Linked DNA regions of Mus musculus: regions 1, 2, 3 and 5 are each linked to region 4. Evidence: chromatin contacts called from public Hi-C and HiChIP or PLAC-seq data. All regions are on one chromosome and are shown on one strand. The core of a region is the stretch at or near the end of the contact, and the rest is flanking DNA. Distances in the headings are between cores, read along the strand shown. Region 1 overlaps Inpp4b (inositol polyphosphate-4-phosphatase, type II). Region 2 has its middle 9.1 kb from the start of Gm31545. Region 3 overlaps Inpp4b (inositol polyphosphate-4-phosphatase, type II). Region 4 overlaps Inpp4b (inositol polyphosphate-4-phosphatase, type II). Region 5 overlaps Inpp4b (inositol polyphosphate-4-phosphatase, type II).

Evidence for each region. A called contact is a pair of places that touch in the nucleus more often than the background predicts. HiChIP or PLAC-seq counts read pairs in DNA pulled down with a chosen protein or histone mark.
Region 1: a contact with region 4 is called in an H3K27ac HiChIP or PLAC-seq map of oligodendrocyte precursor cells, with 13 times the contacts expected there. The contact joins two enhancer-like sites. A contact is called at or near these places in 2 of 15 datasets of contacts at CTCF or cohesin (the NIH/3T3 cell line and large pre-B cells), 2 of 484 Hi-C or Micro-C datasets (the 3T3-L1 cell line and neural progenitor cells) and 2 of 115 datasets of contacts at active chromatin or transcription factors (large pre-B cells and oligodendrocyte precursor cells).
Region 2: a contact with region 4 is called in a Hi-C map of uterus, with 4 times the contacts expected there. The contact joins two enhancer-like sites. A contact is called at or near these places in 10 of 39 promoter capture datasets (the 3T3-L1 cell line, 3T3-L1-derived adipocytes, the HPC-7 cell line and 5 more), 1 of 15 datasets of contacts at CTCF or cohesin (large pre-B cells) and 18 of 484 Hi-C or Micro-C datasets (3T3-L1-derived adipocytes, the AML12 cell line, the G1E-ER4 cell line and 12 more).
Region 3: an H3K27ac HiChIP or PLAC-seq map of regulatory T cells shows a contact between it and region 4, with 5 times the contacts expected there. The contact joins two enhancer-like sites. A contact is called at or near these places in 1 of 39 promoter capture datasets (hippocampal neurons), 1 of 15 datasets of contacts at CTCF or cohesin (the NIH/3T3 cell line), 17 of 484 Hi-C or Micro-C datasets (B cells, the MC3T3-E1 cell line, MC3T3-E1-derived osteoblasts and 10 more) and 2 of 115 datasets of contacts at active chromatin or transcription factors (memory CD8 T cells and regulatory T cells).
Region 5: a Hi-C map of cortical neurons shows a contact between it and region 4, with 4 times the contacts expected there. The contact joins two enhancer-like sites. A contact is called at or near these places in 21 of 484 Hi-C or Micro-C datasets (the AML12 cell line, CD4 T cells, the G1E-ER4 cell line and 11 more) and 1 of 115 datasets of contacts at active chromatin or transcription factors (oligodendrocyte precursor cells).

Annotation. Positions count from the first base shown.
Region 1 is chr8:81,450,949-81,453,648 of GRCm38.p6, reverse strand. The region is part of intron 1 of Inpp4b (inositol polyphosphate-4-phosphatase, type II); the gene reads right to left. Among named protein-coding and RNA genes, the nearest start is that of Gm51582, 110 kb to the right of the region's middle. Within about 2 kb of position 1,383, at least 31 of the 459 cell types and tissues checked have an H3K27ac peak or open chromatin away from gene starts, as enhancers often do. A contact at or near this core is called in neural progenitor cells and oligodendrocyte precursor cells, where this site is marked.
Region 2 is chr8:82,845,287-82,847,986 of GRCm38.p6, reverse strand. No RefSeq gene overlaps it. Among named protein-coding and RNA genes, the nearest start is that of Gm31545, 9.1 kb to the right of the region's middle. Within about 2 kb of position 1,361, at least 31 of the 459 cell types and tissues checked have an H3K27ac peak or open chromatin away from gene starts, as enhancers often do. A contact at or near this core is called in the G1E-ER4 cell line and uterus, where this site is marked.
Region 3 is chr8:81,490,119-81,492,818 of GRCm38.p6, reverse strand. All of the region lies in intron 2 of Inpp4b (inositol polyphosphate-4-phosphatase, type II), which reads right to left. Among named protein-coding and RNA genes, the nearest start is that of Gm51582, 150 kb to the right of the region's middle. Within about 2 kb of position 1,283, at least 24 of the 459 cell types and tissues checked have an H3K27ac peak or open chromatin away from gene starts, as enhancers often do. A contact at or near this core is called in Th1 cells and regulatory T cells, where this site is marked.
Region 4 is chr8:82,026,255-82,028,954 of GRCm38.p6, reverse strand. The region is part of intron 17 of Inpp4b (inositol polyphosphate-4-phosphatase, type II); the gene reads right to left. Among named protein-coding and RNA genes, the nearest start is that of Gm25267, 130 kb to the left of the region's middle. Within about 2 kb of position 1,399, at least 35 of the 459 cell types and tissues checked have an H3K27ac peak or open chromatin away from gene starts, as enhancers often do. A contact at or near this core is called in the G1E-ER4 cell line, Th1 cells, cortical neurons and 4 more, where this site is marked.
Region 5 is chr8:81,359,300-81,361,999 of GRCm38.p6, reverse strand. The region is part of intron 1 of Inpp4b (inositol polyphosphate-4-phosphatase, type II); the gene reads right to left. Among named protein-coding and RNA genes, the nearest start is that of Gm51582, 18 kb to the right of the region's middle. Within about 2 kb of position 1,354, at least 37 of the 459 cell types and tissues checked have an H3K27ac peak or open chromatin away from gene starts, as enhancers often do. A contact at or near this core is called in cortical neurons and oligodendrocyte precursor cells, where this site is marked.

The DNA of each region.
Region 1 (2,700 bases), core at 134-2,633, 580 kb after region 4:
TTTTCTCATCCTGGCAACTGAGAGGAGTATAGCAATCAATAGCTTCATCTTTGGAATCATAAGCATACTCAAGAGGCTCAAATGAAGTATTTGACATGGAGAATGAGACAGTAATGCAAACCTTACATGGCTGCTGCAGAATGAAGTGAAAAAATGCCTTTAAAGAACATAGCCCTGTGCCTGCCACACTAAAAAGACATGAGACCACTATTATAGCTACTCATTGTAATGTTCTTTTTAGTAAGGAATATTTGGAAAAACTCAAAAGTATAAAGAGAAGAAAATTAGTCACTTGTAGTTGGATTTGTTCTGATTTGTGCTCAGGATAAATGAAACTCATTTTAGTGACCTTGACAGGGCAGACTAAGAGTCCCACATTTTAAAGATCCAATTCAGTGGGAAAATGGTGGGGAGAGATGAAAATCATGGTATTTTACCACCTCATGGTCCTTTCTGAATGGGCAAAGCTCCAGGGGCAAGTGCAGAACCAGGAAGGCAGGAAAAGCTCAGGCACTGTGTAACAATGCAGAGAATATGGGAAGATCTGATGACACCACAGGGTGATTTTTACCAGGAAATACAGAAACTGATACCAAAACTCAGGATGGCAGCAGACTAGCTAGAAGCAAAGGAAAGGAACCAGAGAGCAAATCGTGCCTGGCAGGACAGACACACAGGGAAGGAGGAAGGGTCTTTGTATGACAGTCACCAGGCTGAGCAGACCAAAAGTAAATGCTGCATTTTCACTCTGGAATTATTTAAACCATTAAACGGCATCATGCTGATATATGAAAAGGAAAACTACAAACAGTCCCTGGGCCTGGATGATTTTGTACATTCTCCAAAAGAGACAATTAATGCGAAACTTAGGTTACCTCATATTTTTAACTAGTTCTGACCACTGTACATTTTGTTTCTCACATTTCCAGTAGTTTTCCATGAATTTTAAAATTATTCCACTATTGCTGATGCTTTCTTTATTCTGCATCCATCTGCTTTTCCCAAAACAAATTTCCATTTTTACCAGTTTAACACAACTTAGGATGTGGAACATACCTTACAATATGTAAAGCCCACACCAAGCACTGGCAACCAGGAGTTATCCAAGCTGACTATAAAAACCAGTGATTCTCACCATAGGCAGCTAAGATAGAAAATTAAAACTGTTCCATGTAGGAAGCAGAGATGCAGGAGGCCAAAGCTGACTCCCAGTCAGGGGAGTGTGAGGTCAGGAGGTGACATTTCATGTGTTCCTGAATACCAGTGTCAAATCTCACGTGTAGAGTCCATGTGACACACGTGTTCTCAGTTGTCTCTCTCCTGCCCCAGCCTCTACTCCAAATGCTTAAAAAGCTCTGTCTTTCCTGTGCCAGAATTGAACATCCTGCCGGTTGCCGTAGGAGAACAAGGAGGCTTTGTCCTTTCTTGGCTTTACTATGTGATGTTAAAGCAACCAGCTGGGGAAATTCTGGACTTAATGAGCCCTTCTTTGTCCTTGAAAGAGTCATAGAACGCAGCTGCCAAACAGCAAGAACTGGACTCTTACAGACACTCTGTCGTCCTTTAAATAAGATTATATTTTACATGATCAGGTACCAACAGCCTGAAAGCTAAGAGTCTGCTTCTATAAATCTCTCAAAAAGGAAAAGATGTGCTTTCTTTATCAGCCACACTTTATTATACAACCTAAGCGCTCTTTGAAGAAAGGCAAATTTTCATTTTATACTAGGACCAAGGGAAGGAGCAGGATTACCAACAGGAAGTCACTTGTAACCTACAAAGGGTTTCCTATGTATCTCCTTTGAGATAAATATGGAGCTGGAATCTATAGATTTTGTTCAGAACAGTACAAATATTTCCTGAGACACCCCGTCTAGGAGAAGGTAGAGGAGATGCATCTGTCTAAGGACATGCAAAAATTAAAATCCTTTATTTTGACAACTCTATAGATGTACCACCCAAGGAACTTTACTTTAAAAAAAAAGTCATTTTATTGCAACCTAATAGTTAAAATATGTTCTAAACAATAGTGTTATAAGACTATACATCAGATTTAACATTATACTGGTGAGTTATGTCTTGACCTAATGGACTAGCTAGTTTTCATGCCAACTTGACACAAGCAAGAATTACCTGAGAGGAAGTAATATCAATTAAGAACATGGCTCCAAAATATCAGGCATTAGAAAAGCCTGTAGTGTATTTTCTTAATAAATGATTGATATAGGAGGGTCCAGTCTAATGTGGGTGATGCCACTTCTGGGCTGACAGTCCTGAGTTGTAAGAAACCAGGCTTAGAAAGGTAAGAGGAGTAATCCAATAAACAATCCTCCTCCATGGACTCTGCATCAGCTTCTGCCTCCAGGTTCCTAACCTATTTAATTTTCTGCCCTATCTACCTTCAATAATAAACTGTGGTAACAAATAGGAAAATAGTCCCATTTTTCCTCAAGTTGCTTCTGGTCATGGTGTTTTATCATAGCAAGTTACTCTAACTAAGATACCTGATGAAGTGACAGAATTTTACTTCAAATTCTTCCATTTGTACATTTGAGCACCTAACTGCTATGAATAGAATGGTCAACAATAGTGATGAAATATAATCCTGTCATTTCCCTTCTCATGAGATATTTATGTATATCCAACATGACCTGCTGGCCAGCTTGATTTGTTAGATTCTATGTGGTCCCATACCTTCTT
Region 2 (2,700 bases), core at 112-2,611, 820 kb before region 4:
GCCTATGCAAACAGCTAAAGAGGGCCATTCTGAGGAGCCCAAAGGCTGTTTATCCCCAGGAAACATTTACCTCTTAGTTGTATGCCTGGTTTACACCATGCACAATTATGTTCTTTTCCTGACTCAGGCTGGGAAAGGTTTTAAAGTCTTTCTGTGTGTCTGTGTGTGTTGGGTGAAGGGGGGTATGCAGTCATTGCAGAAGTTTAGCACTTTATGGAGATATTGGTGGAGAGATATTACTATAGTATTATGAGCTGAGTTGTAACCCCTCCACCCACCATTATATACTGAAGTCCTCACTGGTATCTCAGAATGTGAGTATAGCAGATTGCATCATTAAGAGGTAGTTAAAATTAAAATGAGGGCGTCAGGTATGCCCTTAAGTATGAACAACATCTCCATTATAAAAGAAGCTTGGACATAGTCATGTGAAGACCCTGAGCAGCTGCGATTCACAAGCTCAGATGAGCAGCCTCAGAAGGAATGAAGCCAGCACACATCTAGATTGTGCACTTGTGAGAAAGCAAAGCCCTGTTGTTTAAGGCAGACAAGATGGCTGTACTTGACATAGCCCTTGTAGGCTAAAATCAAGCAATAATAGCTAACGAGGAAGAGGGCAGTGGGGGCAGGTGGCTCTAGAATAGTTCAGGGGAAGGAAGGCTCTTCAGCATCTATTTCTCCACTTGTGAGATGCCATAGAGACAATGTGTTATTTGCCTTTTAATCCTAATTTGTACATGGTAAATGATCAGGCACAGTTAATTAATGCAGTGGTGATTAATGGGGAAGGTGTGCTCCAGGTTCAAACTGACTGTGTGATGTGTGGGGGAAAGAGGAGAGTCTGTTGTTAGGGAGACACAAACATCAGACCTTGGCTTTAGTTTCTCTGTGCCTCGATTTCTCTTGCGGGACAGATCATCATTGTACCTGCCATGTTGTTTGCTATGAGTCTGAAAGGTTCTAGCTCTACCCCACACTGTGGGCCTGTGAGTCATTTCAACAATGTGGAAGGCATATGTGAACCCTTTCACATCTCTGCTTAACAGCTGACAAAAAGATGAAAGACTGTGTCTGGCTGATAATGCTATTGGTTCTTTGGCCAAATTCCAACTTACGTTATTGTCACATAAGTGGCCAGACACTCCTACTCTGGGCAGAAGATGTGGCTTTTATAAATCTGAAAAGGAACTCCCAAGAAGTCTGAAATAAAAACAGAGATCATTCTGTTCTGTACCTTGCCTGTGTAGCATCGTATTATGTATTAGCACAGATGTTAAGATAAACAATTCCCATTGTTTACTGACTAATGACAGCATTCAGGCTAATGTGGCTGAGAAGAGTCAGGGAACTTGGTTCACATAGAGATGGGGAGCACAAATGCCCAGCTGCTGTCCTGGTCTGTATTTGGAGACAGAGCAGGCCCTCCTATACCATGTCTAAAAATTGAGCAAGTTTGCTTAAAATTCAGGCCACAGACTGGAACTCAAAGGGGTCACAAACCAACAGCTGGATTTCACATAGTTTGTCATGACCAGGTGAGTTTTCAGTAAGTTATAAAGGGTGGAAGCATGGACAGAAGCAAAGGTGATCAAAAGAGTGCAGCCAGCATTCGTCAACACTGTAAGCTCCAAATGATCATTTAATTCAGCCAGTAAAGATTAAGGGCAGGCTGAGAGTGTGGGCCTGCCACTAAGGTAATTGCTGAGTCATATCAGCCTTCACCAGACTCAGACATTTAACCAAAGACTTCCCTTTTGTAAGATCTATCTGCTCTCTAAGTTCCTGCTAGTCTAGAACAGCGTGCATTATATTTAAATTTTTCTGTAGACAACTAAAAGAAAGATTGGGAAAATGTAAATCAAAACAACCTTAAGATTCCATCTTACACCCATCAGAGTGGCTAAGATAAAAAAAAAACAAAAAAAACCAAAAAACTCATGTAAGTGACAGCACATGTTGGCAAGGATGTGGAGCAAGGGGAACACTCCACCATTGCTAGTGGCTGACAAAACTTGTACTAACACTTTAGAAATCAATTTGGCATTTTCTCAGAAAACTGGGAATAGTTCTACCTCAAGACCCAGCTATACCACTCCTGGACATATAAGCCAAAAGGTGACTCAACATCCCACAAAGATACTTATTCAACTATGTTCACAGCAGCTTTATTCATAATAGTCAGAAATTGAAAACAACCTAGATGTCCCTCCACTGGAGAATGGATAAAGTAAATGTGGTACATTTACACAATGAAATACAATTCAGCTATTAAAAACCAAAACATTGTGAATTTTTCAGAAAAAGGGATTGAACTTGAGAATATCATCCTAAGTGAGGTAACCCAGTCCCAAAAAGACCTGTATGGTATGTACTCGCTTAGAAGTGGTTATTAGCCATAAAATACAGGTACCATGTACATTCCACAGACCCAAAGAAGCTAAACAAGAAGAAAGACTCAACTCAAAAGTCCAAGCATTCCCAAGCATGGAAGTCTCAGACTGTGGCAGCACCTTGTGTTGATGGTAAAGATACAGCAGCAACTGGCAAGATTCTGGGTAAGACTATATTCAAAAGCAATGGACTTAGCCTCTCAGACAGGAAGAAGTGCAGGGTAGGCAGTCCTAAGGTTGGCTGAGTCCACAATGCTACTGTTGAGGAGTCAATGCTTAGGTCCTTCTCTTGTCTGCCCACATCCTGATA
Region 3 (2,700 bases), core at 34-2,533, 540 kb after region 4:
CATTTTGCTACTGTTGAATAAAATCTGAAATATTATGAATAAAATACTAGGGAGGAAAAAAAACAAATTTATGAGTGTTGTATGTTTTGGGTAGGTTGCCAATTTGTGGCCTTCGCTTTAAAACAAAAGGAAAAGGCAAGATTTGAATCTGCAAATTGACAACTGCTCACCTATCAATAGCCAAGTCCTGATCTCCCAGCAGCACACCCACTCAGACTAGCCCAAATCTTCAGTAACCTCTTTTATCATACATGCTCAGGGTGAGAGGTCCTTCCAAAGCCAAACAGAAAGCCCTTGTCTTCTCATTGTCAGTCAACAAACCTAGCTCTGTGTGGAACTACCCAATCTCAAAGGAGCACTGCTTGCATCCACTCTGTTCCTCAGAGATCTCTATTTTCACCTTCCTACTGAAACCTGACAGATCTATCCTGTAGCACAGAAGATTGATATCTGATCTTACAATACTTTCCTCTGTTCACTGTTTAAATTTTATTGTCCATTCTGCTTTAAAATCCTTACAATTCTATTAATGCAGACTTTCAGCCCAAGAAGAAATTGCTTTCATTAGTTTATGCTGATTTTCTGCCTTTCAAAAATATATCACTAAATGCCATTTTTGTATTTGATGTCTATTCTTCCATAATATATGCCAACTCCTATTCAAGAAAGATCCATTCTATATTTCATCTGAGGACCAAGCTCCCCAGTACAGTTATCCTGTGCCTGATCACAGATCAAAGGTTACAGATCAAATATTAGACATCACAGAGACAGAATAAAATCAAAACAGGGAGACACCCATGTCGTTTTGTTGGCAGGAAATGATTTCTTATGAACACAATGTGACTGTAACTGTACATCAAGGGCAAATCTTTTTTTTCTACTTTTTTCTTTGTGTTACAGATAAATCTCATGATCGTGCACATGCTAACCACTCTCTGTACAACTGTGCTACCACGAAGAGTATAAATCCCACACATGAAGAAAGGATGATGTGTCTAAAAGTTTGATCATAATGTCCAAAATATGATGCCAGCCCTTCTGGTTGAGTATGAGCTTATAGGTGGCAATTCTTTAGTCAACTGTTGTGTATGAAATTGTTGGAAATTATAAATCAATATTAGAGATAGAGTCAGAATCAATTTATCTGTTGTTGGCAAGCATTTTTAAAAATATATTATATGAGGGAGATGAAGAATGTTGGCATACACTATACACATGAGAACTCATTAAGTCACAAAGCAGCTCTGGTGGTACAGGATGCTGTCTGTGCACATGTGCAGATCACTGGAGGAAATGTACATCTCACTGTGGATTATGATAACAACTTTGACTGTTGTGTCAGTATCTATCAGGCTTCCTGAAAGGGCAATCCATATCTTCACTGTGTACTTCTCCATTTTTCAGATGTTCAGCTTCAGCAACCAGCCAAAGCTGCCTTGATGAGGCCACTGATGGCCTCCTGCCTGTCAAATGTGGTGCACCCCTCTTGGGCACATTCCTGCTAAGTTCTCTGTAGTGTTGAACATTACCCAGACCCCTATAAGCTTGAATAATCTTTGCTTCTCTGGCTTCACTCTCTAATGAATCGTTCTGCCTTCCCAAGGTTTCTCTGTGTTTTTATTTGTTTCCCGGTTCCCTGCCCTGAATCTGACCTCAGAACTTGTGCAGAACAGCTGCAGCCTTTGAGATGTTACAGATCTGCTAGGTCACCATCTCTGCCATGTGTCACCTCCAGTTTGACTAACCTAACCCTATCCACCACCATCTCATGTGAAGATTATTGCAATGGACTTGTTTTTTTTCCTCTGTCTGAACTCAGAGCTGGCATACATGACCCACAGTCCTGGTAAAGAGAAAATTCAATTGGCCCATCCATTTGATCAGACCACTCACTGACCTCTTCAGGTCTTTGCTTAAACAGCATCTGACTGGCGACTTCCAGGCCTGCCAATTTAAATATGAAACTTCACCCTGCCACAGATGCCCTGCCTCCCTCCTTCCCTTGCTTTTCTCTATAGCTCTTTTCTAGAGTGATAGACATTTGTTTACCATCTGTCTCTTCTTAGTATGACATAAAATCCAGCAGAGAAGGGATTTCTCTCTGTTTTGTAGGCTGCTGTATCCCAGCATCTAGAGTTAATGGCCCATAGAGAGAGGCCGAAGGCGTTTATTAAAAGAAAGGATGACTATAGCTAATCATGACTTCTTCTTCCTATCATAGTAGGCCTGAGAGCTCACATGGGTGTGACTGCAGTCCATGTACTTCTGTCTTTATGATAGGTTTTTAAGACAAATGTCTAGCCATTGCTGTTGTCTGTATGGGTCCTATCTAGTTTCATACAGTGAAACTTAACTACCAACATGATGGGTTTAAGGAAGGTCTTTTGGGAACATGAGAATAAGACCTCCTGGTGATCAGAACTAATGGTCCCATTAGAAAGGGGGCTAGAGGCAACTATTTGACATTCTCCCCTTCTATTGCTTGAGGAAAAAATAAGGCCAGTCCTTCACCATACTGAATCCTAGTAACTGTCTTGAGCATCTAGCTTTCAGAGACATTCCTGTTACCCAGTATAAGGCTTTCTCTTATAATAGAAATGATGCACTAAAATGGTCATTAAGCAAATGCAGGAATTGGCAGTCAGTGCTTTCTGGGAGAGGAGTGTTGCTTGCTTTAGTACTGTGGTCACAGATGAA
Region 4 (2,700 bases), core at 150-2,649:
GTGATGTGCTCTTTCTACTTTGAAAACAAAAAGCTAACTTAAGTGTATAGGTTTTTGTCCTTGAATGAGCTTGTCAATTCAAGCGAAATACAGCTGTTTGCTTTTCTTAAAGGTTTTTGAAAGTGGAAGCTTCACAGGCCACTTATAAATTTCAGAATGAGAGAGTGTGGGATAGAGGAAAGTAGAAGAGAGAGGGACAGAGGTGGAAACAAAAGAGAGAAAGATAGAGACCATTTCTAGTTTTACTAGAATAGGGATAGAAATACAAAGGTACTCTAAACTGAAGAGAAACAGGAGGCATTTCACTCACTAGCAACATTCCAGCATCTCCATTTAATACCACACATTCTATAAAAAAATAGTGATTATATACTTTTGATTATAATTTAAGAAAAATGAGAATTTAGAAGACCGTTATAATTGAAGAGTTGGAAGTGTTTGAGCATGGTAAGATGACTTGAGGAAGACAGTATGCTTTCTATGGAGACACACAAGGCATCAAGGAAGGTAACAGATATGTATCTTTTATAAAGAGAAACTATCAGCTCTGCCAGTAGTTAAAGGAACTGCCCCAGCCAACTGCAATGACTACATGTTTCTTTCCCATGTTAACACCCAGTGCACTCTGCAAATCCCAAGTTCTGACGTGAGCACATTAGGCTATGGAGGGCCAGAGAGAGGCAGAGTTCAGATCGTAAATGGTCTTCCTACTACAATGAACATTTCATGGCGTTCTTACAAGGAGCAAACTATGCTTCCATTTTCTTATTAAAGCTGATGATTGGTTGGGGGAAAAGAGCTCACTCTTCTCACATTGCTGTCATGTCCTTCCATAGTCCCCCATTTGCATGGTGGCTGTTTTGTGCTTCACACAAAACCATCTCTTTTTACATTGTGGTCAAAGTAAAAATCTATGCATGCACTCACATGTACTTTCCTGAGTTTAGTTTTTTTTCCACTTTACACATGTGTATGACCACACATGTATGATCATGTGTATACGTGGGAAAACACATTGGTAAGATGTGCCTAGGAAGCAGAGCACCTGTGCTTGCATCATGGTTTGCCACCACATCAGTACCTCATAGCTCATCACCTTGGCAGTCCCTGAATTGTAGTTCTCTCATGGGCTTCCTTCAGCAGCAGATGAAAAAATGAAGAGAATGTTTTAGTATCTTCATAAAAACTTGCTGAGACTCCTTAACCCTGAGACCAACAAGCAGAATTTTTCCTCAGGAAAACATAAAATGCATGTGGCTTAGCTGAGCTTTTCCTGAGCTCTGATGGAACCTGGAAGCCATCCAGGCAGATCTCTGCTTCCCAGCCTTTTACAGCCTTCTCTAATGTATTCAAGTGAAACTAGCTAAAGGATTCAAAGGATGACTGCTGGGTGCCCTCCCTCCCCTCCACACACCATCTATTTCCTGTACAGGATGTCCGTGTCCTCTGAGCTCAATGGCTCTTATGTTACTCGGGAGAAAAATAAAAGGGCCATGTAGCAACCAACTGTAGCGTGGTGTAATGCTGTCCTGCCAATTGCTGAGCCATTTTCTTCTCAGGTATTTGATTTTTCTCTCCTCATTTAAAATAATTAACTCCACAAAAGCATGTAGACAGTCTTAATTTTGGGATCACAACTTTTCAGATATGGGGGGGGGAAGAAAAGCTAAAAAGATCGAATAGCCACTAAATGCCCTACAAAGAGCTGAGAGATGTCTCAGCTCTGTTCATTTTCTCATGAATTTCTATGAAGAGGAACAGCTGAAGTAGCTCCAAAGGAAGCTGACAAAATGCCCAATGGTTTGAGGTAAACACAAACCAATCTGTATCCAACATGTGTTTTATATTACACACAAATCTCACTTAATACCAAAATGAAAACACCTTCATGGTTGAGTGTTAAGGACAGGAGATGGGGATGGGGATCTATACTCTTAGAATGTCCCTTTCAAAAACCCACATGCTATGACAGCAAAGTTACAGCTCTTTCTGAGCCCCTCTGTGTGAGCATGTGTTGAAAATTCAACTTTTCGGTGTGCACACGTGAACAGTATTCTAGTCATCAATATGAGCATGGAAGGGTAAATTACTGGGGAGCATGCCTCAGCACAAGGTACAGCGAGTTTCTTTGTGTGAGTCAATACATGTGGCCAATGTTAATCATAAGCCTAGACACCGGCCCTCTTGAGGCCTCTAATCTAGACATATCCTAAGGGGAAAATAGAAAAAGCAGGTTAAATCCTGACAGCGATAGGCAATTGAGGAAAAGGAGCGTGTGCTGGGGTCTGGCTGCTTCATAGTTATTTCTGCAGGCTGAGGGTGTTCTCTTCCTGTTCTTGCCTTTATGATTCATTTCCTAACTGTGGTCCAGGAATTGAAAACTCAATTTGCATTTATCTTACCCTAATAAATACTGATTTGGCTTCCTTACATTACCGACTGTATTAGTCAAAATACAATGACCTAGAAAAGAGCAAAGTTCTATCTATGTTGCCTAAAAGCTTTGAAATATCTAGTCCCAGGCTGACTAAATCCATTACTCTATGGTGGGCTTCCTTGTGACAATGACAGAGAGTATGGGTGAAGTACATTGCTCATTCCATAGCTAGACGGCTAAAGAGGGAAATGGAGAGAGTGGTTCTCCAAACACCCTAGGGGCCAAATCCCTAATAACTTAAATACTTCTCATGGGGTCTGATC
Region 5 (2,700 bases), core at 105-2,604, 670 kb after region 4:
TAATATCCAGATTAGATAAATGAAACACCTTGATAGCAAAACAAAAATCCACTGAAAAATGGCAGTAAGTCTAAATAAATATTTTTCTACAAAAGACATACAAATTCCTAACAGGTATGTAAAAAAAAAAAAAAGATTTAAATGCTTAATATCAATTATACCCAGCTGTGAACCCTGAAAGCTACAAGGAATAACCTGTCAAGACATGCCCATCAGTGCCATAGAGGCACAAACGCACAAACATCATGGGAGTGACTGACCACTTCATGCCTTTAAATTCATACCTGACTAGACTGACTGGTCCTAGACCCTGGGGAACCTACTATCATTACTCGATAAATAGACATAGCACTAAACCCAATCCTAATGACTTCTTGCTACACCCACGGATTGGGGCATCTTCCAGCCCTGGTCTGAGGAGCTTCACTTTGCAATAAATGACTATAGCACAGTCTTCAGCCATAAAAAGTCAATAAAATGCTGTGATTTGCAGTAATATGGCTAGAACTAGGCATCATCATAGTAAGTGAAATAGACCGAGCTCAGAAAAGCAGCTACTACATGAGTTTGCTCCTATCTGGAGTCCAAAGAGTTTAAGTCACACAAGGTGAGAGTAGAATGGTGGTTGCCAAGAACCAGAGACAGCAGAGAGGAGAGAGGGAGGGGGAGTTGGCAGAGAGCACTATGTCATAATCAAATACGAGAAGTAATTTTAGTGCTCTAGCAAGGCATGATGCTTGTATAATTATTGTGTGTAAATTTTAAATCACATGCACAAGAAAAAAAACAGAAAACTAAAAACTAAATAACACTTTTTCCCACTCCAGTTATTTGAAATTGCTCAGTGACTAAAGATCTGTGGTGGCCTGATCCTTGCTTATAGAATCTTTCCCAGGGAACTGTTCTTTACAATGTTACTTCTCAGTAGAAACTCACAGCCAGCTAAGCCTGTCTCTTATTCACTCTCTCCAGAGCTCTCCACCTTCAAGCACACAGGGAGAATGAATGACCGAGCACATTCTTGAAAATAGCCAAGATTAGGTACAACAGCCGTTTTCTTTTGAAAAGCCCTGGAAGTTTGCAGTCTTGTTGAGATAGCTCTCAGTTCCAGATCCTGAGACTGAAGCATCTTGACTTTTGCTACAGGCCCTCTGATGCCTTCTGCTGCTCCATCACCTCCCAGGCTCTTTCTCCCTCTACTGTATCCAAAATCTGCCTGGGGAGCACAAATCAGACCCTGGCATGCTGACAATCCAGGATTGTCGCCTCTCATTTGGCAAAGCCAGGGCTTCTTAGCATCACTTGTTTGTCTCTCCTCAGCAATGACTTGTTCTCTCAAACCGTTCTTTGTGGGAAGAATTTCCCAGCCAAGCCTGTGCTGCTGGCATCTGAGTCATGCTGTACTGGCTCAAGCTGCTCTTCTGTGTAGTCAAGGTGCTGCATGCTCTGAATATTAGCAGAAGTTAATTTTATTTTATCTGTTTCACTTGAAACAGAGTCTTCAAAACCAGCCATCCACTCATAAACTAAAAGGTCCTAAGGTTAATTGGGGGGGGGGGCGGGAGGAAGCCAACAATAATCCGCCAAAATCTACTAAAAGAGATTCAATAATATCTTGCTCACAGAATAAAATACCTCCATCACTTCTGGGGCTGCTGAGAGCTCCGAACCACACTTATCACAGATATATAATGTTAAAGTAAACAGCAAAAACACTTAAGCTTTTCTACAGTATGGAGGTATAGACAAGTCAAAAGTCAAAATATAGCTCCCAGGAGGAGATTCAATACTCTCAGAAAGCTGACATAAAGTGAAATCATTTGGAACTTCTGATTCTATGTCTTTTCCAACCCCCTCCCATTCATAGTTCAACAAACCAATCAGACTCTATATGGATGCCTTATGATCACCCATCCATGCAATTATTACAAATTGTCCTCTCCCTATAGAGTAGATTCTACACTAAACTTTAGGCAGACATTGGTAAAGAGTCTCTAACAGGAGGCTGTGAATTAGTCACAACTCATAAGGTTAAATATTTATGAGATGCCTACAAAAATAAAAAGCTAGACATGTCTGATCTACGCAGATTGACCCAATGATTAACATCATTCAAATCACAGAACAATAGAGGCATATGGAGAGGCATAGACATGCTCAGTTTTTCTTATATAATGCAGTACATGTATTTTATATTCAAAAATTAAAGTTTAGGAAGAATTCAGTATCAAGAAATTCAAGAAAATATTTTTTTTAAAAAAGAGTTAAAACTGTCTCTGACACTGCCAAATGATCAAGTAAAATTAAAAACAGAAATACCTAAAATATACAAAGTCTCCTTTTCAGTTACCATGATTGCCTTCACTGGAGCTATAGAGATGGAGGCTAGACTACACTTAAATGAGAGCTGTGGGAAATCTTGAACACTCCTGCCTTGGTTCTTAGTTCTCTTCTGTGGAAGAGGAAGGAGGTAGCCAGAGGACAGAAAGGAGGGAAAGGGAGTTTTATTCATTTGAATAAGTGAAAATATTGAGTATGTTTACCAGCAGAAGGATAGGAAAGAGGAAGGAAGGAAGGAAGCAAGGCAGGATGAAGAAAGTGCCCACCAGATGTCCTTCAGGCTTCAGGCAGAATTGCAGTTGAGAGCAAATGTCCAGATTTAGTTCAGTCTGGAAGAGGACCAAAGAATGATGACAAGAA